Regions from separate parts of the Danio rerio genome. Here region 1 is linked to region 2. A link is a contact called in public Hi-C data. All regions are on one chromosome and are shown on one strand. The core of a region is the stretch at or near the end of the contact, and the rest is flanking DNA. Distances in the headings are between cores, read along the strand shown.

The links. A called contact is a pair of places that touch in the nucleus more often than the background predicts.
Region 1: a contact with region 2 is called in a Hi-C map of skeletal muscle, with 2.6 times the contacts expected there. The contact joins the promoter of furinb here to the enhancer-like site in region 2. A contact is called at or near these places in 4 of 18 Hi-C or Micro-C datasets (caudal fin, embryo, skeletal muscle and 1 more) and 2 of 4 datasets of contacts at active chromatin or transcription factors (caudal fin and embryo).

Annotation. Positions count from the first base shown.
Region 1 is chr25:9,714,228-9,717,018 of GRCz12tu, reverse strand. furinb (furin (paired basic amino acid cleaving enzyme) b) reads left to right here and starts at 1,333. Exons shown (of 16, transcript NM_001045109.2): 1 at 1,333-1,780.
Region 2 is chr25:9,541,954-9,544,653 of GRCz12tu, reverse strand. No RefSeq gene overlaps it. Among named protein-coding and RNA genes, the nearest start is that of man2a2, 84 kb to the right of the region's middle. Within about 2 kb of position 1,348, at least 7 of the 62 cell types and tissues checked have an H3K27ac peak or open chromatin away from gene starts, as enhancers often do. A contact at or near this core is called in caudal fin and skeletal muscle, where this site is marked.

The sequences.
Region 1 (2,791 bases), core at 84-2,583, 170 kb before region 2:
CTTGGATTTATACTATAGTACTTTCTACAAAGATTTAGTTTTGCTCAATATTTTGAGGAACGTAAACAAAAACAACGGTCCCAACATCTTTCCTAATTTACCTTTTTAATTTCTACAGCTTTCGAGAATCCAAAAAGTGCCACATATTGATGATTAATGTTATGATAGCTCTTTTAACATGAAGTTATGAGTGAATTGCTTCTTGTTACAGTTATCAAATAGTTTGATAACAAGCAAGAAAATGTTCATGGGCCAATGACATGACCACAGTGAAATAGTCTGTAGGCCTATTGTGAGTATCAGGGGCGGACTTAACCAGTAAGCGAGGTAGGGCCACTGGAAAATAGGGGTCCCCGACCAATGCCAAGAAGCCTATTAATTATCCTAAAGCTATTTTGTATTTTTTTTTCATCAAATGTAGTACAATCTGACTATAATCATTAAGATTGTAACATTATTACTTCTTTTCTAAACTAGGGGGCCCCTTGAATAGTAGAACGTTTCTTCAGAACTGCATGCAAATATTAAAATCTAATCACATATGGACAATTAACTGTACATAGTTTTTGAGCTAGCTTTATATTGGCAAATATATTGCATTTTATTTTATAAATTAAGAAGGTTCCACTTAATATATATTTTAAACGTAGTAAATATATTTCTTTTTAAAAAAAGAAAAAAAGAATCTAGAATGAAAGCAAACATCTAGAGAAAGAGAAAGAGAGTGTTTTGAGTTTCAATGCTAGGGCCCCATACCTGGAGGGCCTCTAAATCCCCAAGTCTGCCCCTGGTGAGTATCTAACCTAGTATTCGAAGTATAAAAGTCAGTGTCTTTGAGGTTTAATTGTTGATATTTGAAATGTGGAAATGTTAATCTAAGACGCAGTCTAATATTTTTTTTATTTATTTAAACTTATTTTGTCCTTGTTTTCCAGTGATGGGTTACAGCTGGAAAGGCATCTGCTGTGTAAAACATATGCTGGATAAGTTAGAGATTCATTCCTCTGTGGCGACTCCTGATTAACAAAAGGACTAAGCCGAAAAGAAAATGAATGAATTCATTAATTTTGTCCTTGTCTCAATACGTTATACAAAAATATATATGTTATGCTGTGTGTAAGCCTTTCTTCAGAACATTTATTGACTATTAAATAACTATTAAATAACCAGATTTTTCTAACAAAAAAGCTGTATTTGTTCTTGTCATAAATCTACTCTCATTCTCATTCATTTGATGATATTATTAAAAAAATGACTGAATCCAGCAGATGGAGCCAGCGAATCGCACACCCTAAATACACACAAAGCTGACGTACTTCCTGGGAATTGTAGGCCATTTGTGATTACCAGGGATTTGTGTACGGATGTATTACGGAGCCCGTTATGTCTATACAGAACAATAAAACTGAGGAGACCGATGACAAGTGACACCACAGAGGTTTTAATTTTATAACAGTTCGATAAGAAATATACCACACAGACGGGCAGATACGAGATTTATACATAATAAAAAATAAAGGACTACAGGAAGACGCGCGCGCTGTTGAAAGTTTCATCGATCTGCGCGCGCTCGCCGAGAGATGCTGAGTTGAGTTCGCGGGGTCTCGCGGAAGGGCGCGAATCCTCCGTAACGGTTTCTCGGTGGATGTACTTTTTATTTTGTGTCGTGAGCGGAGTTCAGTCCGGTGCTGTTGTCTGAAATGTGAGCCCGTTACCGGATTCCGAGGCTGTGCAAAGCGCAATGACAGCTCTAGGAGGGGTCAGCGGTCCCATTTCTGAGGTAAATGACAGTTCGTTTGTTTGTTTGTCGTTGTTCTGTGTAAACTGAGGTGAAGTTCAAGGTAAGAAAGTTTATATTAGCTAAATATATGTGTGGTCATCTTTTAAATTTTAACACAAATTAACGAAAGCAATTTTATACAATTTACTCAATTTTGGACAGTTTTGTGTAAGATATTATTGTGTTTGCCAGTTTATAAACAAAGTGACTGTCGAGTTTAGTTTTTTTATGCCGACATTTTGTTTATTTTGTTTTTAGCAATGATGTATGTGTTGTTTTGTAATATCGAAAAGCTAAATAGGACATTTATTTCAGAAATAGAAATTATTTAATCATGTGCACCTTTAAAATATATTAACAAATATGTTTTTATTCATTTAACGTTAACGTTAAGTATCGTTAACACACGAAAGGTGATATTTGACAAAAGGACAGATTTCACTTTCAATGAACCTACAACTAAAATGAACGGTAATGAGGCTGTCTTTCTCCTTTTGTCTTAAACGACAAACATCACGCACAATATTTTCAGTATTTATATTTTTTCTAAACTGACTCCACATCATCTGAAGGCTTTATTATCGTATTGCGCGCCTAGTGTTTCCAGCATAATATATTTATTTCAGTTGTTCGCTGTGATTTACGGTGCACGTGAGCACCTCTACCCCGTCAACCAGATGAAAATTGATAGTGTTGAGTGCAATAAATGTATTCACAGCAAGAATAAAGACACCATTATGATATTCTTTGTCTCTTAGTACTGTAGATCAGATGATGGTTATTATTATCAACCAATATTTTTATGCATAACAAAAAGTATCCTTTGACCTTTGTCTTGAAAGGTTAATATTGATGGCAGGTTTGATTATGAAACCTGGATATGTTCTCTGAACAGGCAGAGTGGTCATTTAATGTTGCCTTCCTGATGAGAGAGAGAGAGAGAGAGGGAGGAAAAAAGGTAGAGCTTAACAGTGTATATGTGCGTGCACTGTCTGTCCCTGTCTAATGAGT
Region 2 (2,700 bases), core at 99-2,598:
GTAAGTGCAACACAAGCTAATTGTTAGAGATGGACCGTAAAAAAGAAAAGGTGTTGCCGAAAAGTCTAGAGAAAGCAAAAAAAAAAAAAAGTCTTTAAAATCAGACGCTGCCAAATGCATAAAATTAATTGAAATAGTGTCGAAAGGGCACAGCGCAGGGGCACAAGAAGGTTGTTATTTCAAGCCTCGGCTGAGTTAGTTGGTGTTTCTGCGTGGAGTTTGCATGTTCTCGTGGATTTTCTCCTGGTTTCCCTGACAAGTCCAAACACATGTGCTATAGGTGAATTGGGTAGGCTTAATTGTCCGTAGTGCATGTAAATGAATGTGTGTGTGTGTGTGTAGGGGTTTCCCAGTGGGTTGCAGCTTAGAGGGTATCTGCTGCGTAAAACATATGCTGGATAAATTGGCGGTTCATTCCGCTGTGGCAATCCCAGATTAATAAAGGGACTAAGCCGACAAGAAAATGAATGAATGAAATAATTGCATGTATAAATTTGTTATAAATGAGTTGTTTTTGTTCCAGTCACATACATTAAATGTTTAAATATCTATTAAATATGGTAGTGCATATATTATTTCACCATCTGTGCACCAATATAAGTAGTAAATGTGCGTGTCTGTGTATGGGGCTGTGGCGGTGTGGTAATATGGCTACAGTGCCAGGGCTGATTTATGGTCCCAGTCCGCCCCTGAATTACTCAGAGTTGTTGATCACTTTTAAAGATTGTCTTCTCACAGTCTCCATATTCACATCGCTGCATGTGGAAGTGCAGCTGGAACATTCTTCAAAGCATCTCCTTCCGTGCTCCACCTCTGAAATGAAGTCGCAGAACGTGGGGTAAATCTGACAGAATTTTCATCTTTGTCTCAACTAATCCCTCAAAAGCGTCTCCATCTCTATCAGCGGCTCTCTCATCTTATTAAAGTCGTCATCGGCGAGATTGAGTTTTATTGCCGTCTCAGCCCTCAGACTTATTAAGAAGAATGGCCTCTTTCTCAAATGTCTGGGCTCATGGAGCAAGTCGCCCTTTTAGCGCACAAACCCCGTCTGATGTGGAGGGAAACCCAATCTTGGTCTCGGCTGAGCGTGAAAGGGCATCTAAAAAAACATACAAACAACAACAACAACTAAAAGAGCCTGACTTCAGTAGAGCTGTCAGCTCTGTGAAAGGACAACGGCGGGTTTTCTTTCAGCCTCTCCAAAGGCTGTCTGGTAAATAAGTACCCGATATCCCGGCTATCGCGAAGGGGTGTTTAAATGTAAAAAGCAGCTTCTCCTGTGAGCTTTTGTTAACTGAACTACATTTCACACCCCACGCCTCTCAGCCACAATAGATGGCAGACAACTCCCTACTGCCCCCTGTCTGCCATTCATAGCACTGCAATGACATCTATATCAGAATACAGGGCTGAACAATATATCATTGGAGCATCGATATCGCAATGTGTGGATCTGCCAGTGTTGGGTAAGTTACTTAAAAAAAGTAATTAATTACATCAATAAAACTGTATTTAAGTGAGATTTTAATTACTGTGTCTGAAATGTTACTCAGTTATTCAATAATTAATTATATTAATTTTCTTAACACAATTTAAAATTCAAGACATAAAAGCACTATAAATCTCAAGGCCGCATACAGTGGACAATAGAAATTAAACTCTTAATTCTTTAAATCTGAGCCAAACAGGACCTTCTAGCTTTAAAAAAAATGTAGCACTTTAAAGCATTAACTTGTATCAAAACATTTCAAAGCGATGACACTATAGACCGTTTTACTATATGTAAACAATAACAATGGTCCCAACATATTTCCGGTTTTACATTTTAAATTTCTAGAGCTTCCCAGAATCCAAAAAGAGCCACATATTGATAAATAATAGCGGTTTTAACATCAAGTTATGATTGGTCTATGGTCTATTTCATACGTACCATAACACTGACATGAATTTCTGACTTTCTGTCAATAGTTTTGCCAGCAAGTTTTCCAGTGATGGGTTGCAGCTGGAAGGGCATCCGCTGCGCTATGCTGGATAAGTTGACGGTTCATTCCGCTGTGGCGACCCCTGATTAATAAAGGGACTAAGCCGAAAAGAAAATAAATTAATGCTTTGAACAGTATTTAAACAAACAATAAATTACCTAAAAATGAAAAGTAATCACTTACACAACCTGACAGCAGTCTTGTCGCCTATCCAAATTTTAGGAACAACAAGTAATAACGTGAGTTTTAGTTGATCATTTGGTATCAGAAGTGGCTAATATGAAAGGCAAAGGCCTCTAGATTACGCTTATTTCACTAAAATAAAATATAATCATGGCTTGATTTTTAATTTTTTAATTAAGACACTAAGGTCTGACTTTGCTTAGACAAAAGTCTTGTCACTTAACAGAAATAATGTACAGAATAGAATATAAAGTCATGCTGCAGTGAAAAAATAATGAATATTGTGTATGACTTGCATGAGCTTGGAGGACTGCATCCATGAATCTCTACAATGACTCAAATCACTTAATGATAAATCTACATTGTAAAAGCGCTATACAAATAAAGCTGAATTGAATAAAGTCAAGAACGGCAGAGAAAGCGTTCTTGCAGGACTTTCAGAGTTCATCAAGATACTTTGCATACATGTTCAATGCCTCCTCCTTCATCTTGTCCCAGACATGCTCAATAATGTTTATATCCGGTGACTGGGCTG